Regions from separate parts of the Mus musculus genome. Here region 1 is linked to region 2. A link is a contact called in public HiChIP or PLAC-seq data. All regions are on one chromosome and are shown on one strand. Each heading gives the region's core, a stretch centred on a gene start, on an enhancer-like site or on the middle of the called end of the contact. The rest is flanking DNA. Distances are from core to core; before and after follow the strand shown.

Region 1 (4,741 bases), core at 1,877-4,376, 110 kb before region 2:
CTTCTCAGGCAGGAATGGGGTAGGGGCGGAGCCTTCAAACTTCACCTCGCTACCTCTGCCCTTAAAAATCTGTTTTAAGACTATTGCGCCACCTGCTGTCCACTTCAGGAACTGCATGAACACTGCTGGGTGGAGAAGTGCAGTATTAACCAGGATTCTGTGCTGGGCAGCACCTAGTTCTTGCCCTCAGTTAGCAACTGAGACAACAATGGAACTCCCCAAATAAAGCTAATGTGCTACAGGTGCTGTGATAATGGTAAAACAGCAATAAATGAACATAAACAATGGCCCATTTACTGACTGCACTACACACTATGTCAAGTGTCTTTCTTGTGGAATCAGGGTGCTGTGGGGTGCAAGGGAGGAGAGTCAATATCTCTGTGACTGGTGCTGCATAAGAAAAGGAAATCCATCCTCTCCTGAGAAGTCAGGAGCAAGAGTTAGGCACCCCTAAGCTTCTACAGGATGACCCAGCTTCCCACCATGAGTCAGGTCCCCGAGACCCAAGCCAGGCTGCAGAAAGCCTACCAGGAGGTGACCTTTTATATCTTGACTACAATGGGCACCAAAGCATAGAGGCCCAGTCAGGAGCCAGCCAGGGCTCCTCAGGAGAGGCCAGGATGCAGACATGGCTGCTGTACCTGAGTCCCCATGGTGACTTCTGTGCCTTCCTCAGGACCCTGCTCCAGCAGCTGCAGAAACTCCAGACTCTGGTCACCAGCAAGATCTCCAGACCGTACAAGATGGCAGCCACGCAGACCGGCACCTGCCTCATGGTAGGTGCTACTCCTTAGCATAAGGCAGCAGGGGGAAGCTCTTCTTGAGGCTAGCTCTCCAGGACAGTGAGCAGAGTCTGAGGGGACCAGTGACCTGTCCAGGCCAGTTCTAATAGATGTGAGGTTGATGCTGCTAAATCTAGTGAAAGGCAGGTCCTTGGAAAAGTGGCTTCTATAGATTCAAGGAGTGTGATTCTTCTTGGGATGGGTGATAGGGAGAAAATAAAGGAGCCCCCCTCAGGGTCCCCAAGGCTAGAGGGGACACCTAGGTCAGGCTCAGCCTCTGAGTGGCTCTCTTCCATTAGTCTGTCCTCCCTGGTAAGCACATGTTGCCTCTGACATTCTAAGGGCAGGGCCTCGCTGGAGCTCCCCGGGGCCCTTGGCTCCTTCTCAGGCTCAGGCTGCGAAGGTGATGTGGCTATGTGTCCTTCTCCCTGGTCACAGTTGCAACCCTCCCTTCCCCTTCCCCCCTTCCCCTTTCTTCCTTTCCTGATTTCTCTATAGGTGAAACCACACAGAACCCCGCCCTCTGGTCTCTGGTCCCTTTCATGTCACTAGATTGGATTAAAGGTGACTTGAACAGCCTGTGTCTGCTTCCAAGAGAGCAGCCAGCTCTGGGGAGGCATTTGGGGGAAACTGAGCCTTTTGCGTCCAATGCTTTAGGGTGAGGAGAGTTGGGAGTGGCCAGTCTTGTAGGCCTGCCCTGCCCCAGATCCGACTAATAATAGACTGCTCTGTCTACTACTAGGTGGCAGCCTTGTGCTTCGTTCTGGTGCTGGGCTCCCTTGTGCCCTGCCTTCCTGCATTCTCTTCCGGCTCAATGACTGTGAAAGAAGACCCTATCGCAGCTGACAGTGTCTATGCAGCCAGTCAGAGTAAGTACCTCCAAACTCTGGGTGTTAGCCAGTTACTAGAGAGAAGCCATATCAGCTGCACTCACACCTTTAATCCCAGCACTCTGGAGGCAGAGGCAGGTGGATCTATGAGTTCAAGACCAGCCCAGTCTACATGAGGAGTTCCAGACCAGCCAGGGATACATTAGTGAGACCCTGTCTCCAAAAAGTCTGGAGTGCTGGAGAGATAGATGGCTTGGTACTGGCTGCTCTTTTAGAGGACCCATGTTTGGTGCCTAACCACCCATATGGTGGCTCACAGCCACCTGCAACTCCAGTTCCAGGGGATGAGATGCCAAATTCTTGTCACCGAAGGCACCAAGCACCCAGGTAGTACACAGACACAATGGCAGGCAAAGCATTCATACACATTAAAAAAATTAAAAATAAATATTTATAAGAGATTTGGGTTGGCATTATCTCATTCTATACTCTTTTTTTAAAGATTTATTTATTATTATATGTAAGTACACTGTAGCTGTCTTCAGCCACACCAGAAAAGGGTATCAGATCCCATTACAGATGGTTGTGAGCCACCGTGTGGATGCTGGGAATTGAACTCAGGACCTCTGGAAGAGCAGTCAGTGCTCTTACCTGCTGAGCCATCTCTCCAGCCTGAGGACCAGATTCTTTGCCTCTCTGAGATCCTTTGGCGCAGCGATGTGGAGAGGGCAGACTTAGTGGGCGGCAGAGTGTTCTAGGGACAGCAAGTGAGTGTCAGTCTTCAGTCATTTCTGATGTGACAGTGTTAAGAAAGCCGCTGAGGCACAGGGGACCTGCAGCAGGTGTCAGGACTCTGCTGGGAGTGCCTACCCCTGGGGAGCATGGTAGTTGTGATGTGGGTGCCACCCCAATGGAGTGCGGTGTGGTTCATTTCAGAATCAGTCACAGCCGGCTCTGCATTTGCTAGTTGTGTGAGCCAGGGTGCACATCTTGGCTTCATGTTGATTTCTAGACTCCAGAAACTGCCATCCTTACAGTGAGCATATACCTTGCCTTCTGGAATAGCTCCTGACATGAGGGGAAAGACAGGCCACGAACAGCAAGAGTATAGGGAACAGCAAAGATTAGCATGGCTTTCAGAGGTAGAGGCCACTTCCGGTAGACCCATGGAAGAACTTCTAGGCCATCCTTCATATGCCAGGGACATGAATCTTACGTGGCTGAAGAGAAAGAGGAAACAGATGAGAGGTCAGAGAGAGGGGAGAGCAGGGAGTGTATGGAGAGGAGGGGTACTGCGGGGGTGGGGGTGGGGGCGGTGAGCAAGGCTGAGAGGCTAGAAGGGAGGACAGGAGCTGGGAGCTGGGAGGAGAACTGAGAGGAGAGGGGCTGCGATGGAGCGGTGGGGTGGGGCTGGCGCGGGGGCGGGGCGGGGCGGGCCAAGGCTATCAAGGACAGAGGAGAGGAAGCAGACACAGAAGAGGAGGGGCTGTGCTAAAGTACAAACCCCAGGGAGGGGGAGGGAGGACATGAATGAGCCTCTGGAGGGAGTGAAGCACAGGGCAGGGCAGAGGGCACGTCTGAGGAAGGAGGTGGCTTGTTGAGCGGGCTGGTTTCCGGACTGCAGCTTCACACAATGCCAGGGGCCGCCTTTTCCATAGATTCTCATAGATTAAACCCTGCAGGGGAAGCTGGGAGGCAGGCAGCAGACTGGAGCCAGGAAGCCAATTTACGGGGACCCTTGATGATGAGCTCTGGGAAGCGGGGCTTAAAGCACCTCATTCCCAGGGCTTCGTGTGAGATTTAATTGGCTTTAAGCTAAGGGCTTTATATAAAGCCTGGCACGGGTGTCCAACAAACATTCTTTTTTTTTTTTCTCTCCCCTTGACTTCCCAGAGGAACTAGCCTAGAAGAGAAAAGAAAAGGGTTTCCTTAATTCTCCCAGGAAGTAAGTGGCACGGGAGGATTCGAACCCAGCTCTCAGCAGGTCCTGTCAGTGTGATCCTAGCTTCTTAGGTCAAGGCCTAAAGAGCGTAGGTGTAAGGCTTACACGGGCTACAAAATTAATTAATGGCCTGCCTGAGCAACTTAGTGAGACCCCCCCCCGTCTCAATATAAACGAGAGAGAGAGAGAGAGAGAGAGAGAGAGAGAGAGAGAGAGAGAGAGAGAGAGAGAGAGAGTCTTGACCTAGCTATTACGAAGTTCTGGGTTCAGTCCTTAATATAAGGAGGGAAAAGTCCCAGTTCCCAGTAAGCAAACCATTATTGTCTTGCTCAGAAGTGCTACATTTTTGTGAGCTCCGAGCGGGGCGTGGTGGCGCACGCCTTTAATTCCAGCACTTAGGAGGCAAAGGCAGGCAGATTTCTGAGTTTGAGGCCAGCCTGGTCTACAGAGTGAGTTCCAGGACAGCCAGGGCTACACAGAGAAACCCTGTCTCGAAAAGCAAAAAAACAAAAACAAAAACAAAAACAAAAAGCAGCACAGCTTCAATTGTTATACTGCGTTTACTCATTGAATCCTTGAATCTCCGTGAGGTTGGTTATACTATCCCCATTTTACAGATCAACAAACTGATGCCCAGCAAAATCAGAGCAGAGTGTGTGACTAGCCTAAAATCACATAGCCAGGGATCCTCAGGGCTAGGAGGAGGAGTCAAGCCTGTAAGATGTCAGAGGCTGTACTCTTCATGCCCGGCAAGTGAATGAAGCAGATCCGGCAGAGGGCACATACCTGAGGGGCCTCCGTGGCTCACCCTGGTTTTCTCCACAGTGCCTTCCCGAAGCCTACTGTTCTACGATGATGGGGCAGGCTCATGGGAAGATGGCCGAGGTGCTCTACTGCCTGTGGAGCCCCCAGAAGGCTGGGAGCTCAAACCCGGGGGTCCAGCAGAGCAGAGGCCCCAGGACCACCTCCGACATGACCGTGCAGACAGCATCCATGAGACCACCAAGTACTTGAGAGAGACCTGGCCAGAGGACACTGATGACAACGGCACCAGCCCCAACTTCTCCCACCCCAAGGAGTGGTTCCATGACAGGTGAGCAGAGGGACAGCCTTCCCTTCCCAGGGTCCCAGGCTGTGCCTCCCTCAGCCACATCTTCCCAGGGGGAGGGGGCCCTGGTCAAGTCCTG
Region 2 (4,488 bases), core at 1,438-3,937:
GTAACATGCAGAAAAAGAGATAAAGCACTTGGCCAGCCAAGACAAGGCAGCACCATTAAGGATGTGGGGAACATAAGGAATAGATAGAAACATAAATGCTCATGTAGTGATCTTTACCCTATTAAATCCATAAATATTGAAGTTTGGAAAGACATTCCTTCAGCAAGTGTTTATAAAATCAAGCACTCAGAAAGAGTATGGGGGTGGAGCAAGGCAAGCGGTGGCTCACACTTGTAATCCTAAGCATTCAGAGGCAAGAGGTTTCTGAATTCAAAACCAGTCTTGGGCTACAGTGAGGATTTGTTTGAAAACAAAAAGGAACAAACAATGCCTATAGATGAGATTATTAGTTGGAACAAGCTGTGTAGAGAGGGAGATAAGGCAATATCTACCAAAATAATACATGCACCTTTCCTTCCCTGAAGTTGTATTTCAAAGCAGCTATCCTACTGACATGCATGTGTAAGACAATCGGTAGCAGTTTATATAGCAAGATTATGAACTCCAAAGTCCTTCAAGAGGACACTGGTTATAATGAATTACTAGGTAGCTATTTTTTCAAAAGAGGAGAAAGGGGTGCAGGCAGGGAAGGAGGAGGAGTGGCAGCTGTGGGGGCTGCCTGCACCAGCAGCAATAGCAGCAGCAGCTGCAGCTGCCACCAGAGTGATAGCTCATGCCTATAATCTCAGCACTCCAGGAAGCAGAGACAAGAGGACTGCTGCAAGCTCCCGGCTAACCTGGGATTCGGAGTAAGACCCTATCTCTAAACAAGACATGAAGAACTAGAGACAGCTCAGTGGGTAAAACACAAGCTTGTCCTGAAAGCATGAGAACTTGAGTTTAAATCTCCCAGCACCAAAGCAATAAACTGGTCACAGAAAGGTAGAAAGGAGGAAAGGGAGAAAGGAAGAAAGGCATTCTGCAATCACAGTACCGAGGAACGAACGACAGGCAGATCCTGCGTGCCTTCTGACTCTCTCAAGGCAGTAGGATGAGAAGCAATAGAGGAAGTCTACAGACATCTTGCTCAGGCCTCTGCATGAGCACACATAGATGCATACATATAAGACACACACACTCACACACACACTCACACACATACTCTTTACAAAAATATGGAAGATCATGAGATACACTGTACAGAAAAAAAAGTGAGAAGAGTGTTGTATAACACATTTACATTTAGATCACACAAAAGATGGAAAGCAATGCTCTCAATGTGCATATACACACATACACATTCATCTTTCAAGAGATAAGAACTGAAACTGATAGTGGTTACCTACTACAAGGAGTCACAGGCAGCAGGGTGTAGGGTTAAGAAAGTTCTTATTGTATATCCTTTTTTTAAAAAAAAATTTATTTTTTTATTTATATGAGTACATTGCAGCTGTCTTCAGACATACAGTAGAAGAGGGCATCAGATCCCATTACAGATGGTTGTGAGCCACCATGTGGTTGCTGGGAATTGAACTCAGGTCCTCTGGAAGAGCAGTCAGTGCTCTGAACTGCTGAGCTATCTCTCCAGCCCCTTATTGTATATCCTTTAAGTAAGTTTTGAGTTGTAACTATATTATCTAATTTAAACAATGATAAAGTAAAAAAATAAAAATAACTGAAGATGAACTATGGCCAATAAGATATGAGTCACAAATCTACAGATGAACTTGAGTTTTCAATAAGGAAAAGGCAGACTCTTCTACCATGGATTTTTAGAAGAATTGGAGAACAGATTAGTGTACCAGTCAGCAAAATGGCTCAGTGGGTAAAAACATTTTACCTCACAAGCATGGTAACTTGAGTACAACCCCCAGAATTCATAGTGGAAGAAGGTAATTTATTCTTGAAAGCTATCCTCTGACCTCAACACATGTGCCGTGGCATGTGCATACCTACACACAATAATAAATAAAACAAAAAATCAAAAGAACAGATTACTTGACTTGATTTATGGCTTATAGGCACTTAGAATAAAATGAGTAGTTGCTACTTAGGATTCACTAAGAACAAAGCATTAAAAATTATTCTCATTTATCTTGTCTGATAAGAATATTAAAGACTGGTACATCATAAAATGATTATCTTTCAGTAATCAAGATATTTTTAGCTGTATCTCCAAACTCTTACAATGCTTTACATGATACTGAAAACATAAGTGTGCTTGTCTGCGGCCCTAACACTTGAGGCTGAGGCAGGAGGACAACTAGTTCAAGGCTAGCCTATACTATACAAAGCTACTGTCCTTTATTATTGATTTATTTAAAAGACTTGTTTTACTTTTCATTTATGTATATGTGTATTCATGTATGTTTTCTTTCTTTTTGGGGGGGTAGGTGGGGGTGGGGTGGGGCGTCGGGGTTTCTCTGTATAGCCCTAACTGTCCTGGAACTTGCTCTGTAAATCAGGCTGGCCTTGAACTCAGAGATTTGCCTGCCTCTGCCTCCTAGATGCTGGGACTGAAAGTCATGTGCCAATACACCTGGCATGTGTACATTTTCTGTGAATGTATGTTTGGGTACTCTCAGAGGCCAGAAAAGGGCAATGGATCCTATGGAACAGTAGTTAACAGGCACTTGTGAGTTTCCCATGGTGCTGGAAACTGAACTCTAGAGTCCTCTGGAAAATTAGCAAGTGCTCCTAACTGCTGAGCCGTTTCCCCAGACCCTGAGAAGCTGTCTTTAACAGGGAAGAGCTTCAGATGTGAAACCGAAAGTAAAAATAATTCATGTTCCAAAACCATGATAGGAACCCAAAAACATACCTTAACAAGGCTTAATGCAATTTCCTGATTTATTTGCCATTTTTGCTAGAAATCTAAAGGAAGACTGAGAAGAATGTTAATCAAATTAGCAGATGATCCCTAAGACTGAAAGAGAAGGACAAATAAAGGTGCTGCAAGGAAGAACTAGCACTGCAACGACAGGAAGATAATACAAACGGGCTGAATGCTGGCTTACTAACAGTTATCAAGGAACTTTAAGTTACCGTAAATGCAATATTAACTTCAGAAAACGCTGCTGGGATCTGTAGCAAACATCACTGTATTGCGTTTTAGCACACATCATTAATTTTCTGATCTGTTCTGTTTCACCCACAAAGTTAAAGGGGGAAAGAACAGATAGGAAACCACATTAGAAAAAAAAATCTGCAGAGCTTTGATCTGAAAGGTGAGATGTAGAGGAACTTTCCGATTACTGAAGGACTGTGTAAAAGAAGTAAACCAATTACATGGCGTTGCAGCAGCAGAAATAGGATGAATGGGATGAAGTGACCTCAAAAGAAAGACTCATGGTAGCTTGCTGTGAGAAAGAACCTTCCAGCAGAAATGTAACAGTGACAGTGAGGCCATCAGCAGCTGCAGACAGGTTGGGGCTGATTCTCACCTCTTAGGAATGCACAAAAGCCCTTCCTTAGGCAGGGGAAACATCTGCAATGCTGAACAATGGGACCATGGATGTCTTTCAAAGGAAACATATCTATCAGTCACACACATTTGTAAACAGATATTAATCACATCACTCATCTGCTTAGTTGAGGCTTGGATTTGCCAACAAGTCTCCACTCACTATGGCCTTTTCTCAATGTCAGCTACCTCTTTTAGTCTTTTAGTCTCTATGAATCTCTCCACAAATTCCTCGGGGGAGATCTGGCGTTTCCCCTAAACTGTTTTCTGAAATGTGTTACTGGTAGCTGAGGCTAAGCATACAGAAATAGTGCATGACCATCAACAACTTAATGAGAGACAGACAATCCAGTGCTACTTTGCTGCTTTGTATTTTTCAAAGTTCTGTCTCACCAGAAACCCATCTTGCCCATCACTACTCACCATTACTGATTTCTGGAAGGTCAAACTTAGTGAAGTCCCACCACTGGAGCCTGTAGGTAGTATTGGCAATGTTACTGGCCACAGCAGACTGTCCATCTCCAATTACTGCCCCTGATGACAGAGAAGACAACAAGACCACATTAGACTACATACAGTGCATTCTTTTTCTGTATGCTTCTACTGCAGAATATAATGGAACACATGAGTTAGTAGAGGAGAAAAAGAAGAATCACAACTAAAACTCACGAAAGATTGAGAGATCCACATGGCAAGTCACTGCAAAGAGAAACTAGACACAACCTTTCACAAGAAACAGTTCTATGTGGAAATGGAACATCATTCACATGTCCTTCCCATTATTAATGTGTCAGGTCCTGAATATATGCTGTCTAAGAATATATACATTATCTGGGGACACAGATGAGTTTTCATGCAAATGTTAGTAAAGAAATTTGACAACAAGGGGAAGCTACCATGAACACAGACCAGGTGAATTTCAGTTCAGGCCTTGCAGTTCTGGGTGTGTTAGGAGAAGCAGGTCCTCCTTTTTTAGTGACCTTTTTCCTAATAAGACATCTCAAAAGAGGACTTCCTCCAGAGAAGAGGCAGTCAACACATGGTGACTGGAGAGAGGCAGTAAAGAACAAATGAGCTAACACTGT

What was found. HiChIP or PLAC-seq counts read pairs in DNA pulled down with a chosen protein or histone mark.
Region 1: a contact with region 2 is called in a CTCF HiChIP or PLAC-seq map of CD8 T cells, with 5 read pairs. The contact joins two enhancer-like sites. A contact is called at or near these places in 1 of 15 datasets of contacts at CTCF or cohesin (CD8 T cells) and 1 of 484 Hi-C or Micro-C datasets (the N1E-115 cell line).

The regions. Positions count from the first base shown.
Region 1 is chr2:91,983,071-91,987,811 of GRCm38.p6, reverse strand. Creb3l1 (cAMP responsive element binding protein 3-like 1) reads left to right here. Exons shown (of 12, transcript NM_011957.2): 9 at 677-776; 10 at 1,525-1,651; 11 at 4,380-4,647. Among named protein-coding and RNA genes, the nearest start is that of Dgkz, 35 kb to the right of the region's middle. Within about 2 kb of position 3,126, at least 222 of the 459 cell types and tissues checked have an H3K27ac peak or open chromatin away from gene starts, as enhancers often do. A contact at or near this core is called in CD8 T cells and the N1E-115 cell line, where this site is marked.
Region 2 is chr2:91,875,165-91,879,652 of GRCm38.p6, reverse strand. Ambra1 (autophagy/beclin 1 regulator 1) reads right to left here. Exons shown (of 18, transcript NM_172669.3): 12 at 3,827-3,937. Among named protein-coding and RNA genes, the nearest start is that of Chrm4, 45 kb to the left of the region's middle. Within about 2 kb of position 2,687, at least 55 of the 459 cell types and tissues checked have an H3K27ac peak or open chromatin away from gene starts, as enhancers often do. A contact at or near this core is called in CD8 T cells and the N1E-115 cell line, where this site is marked.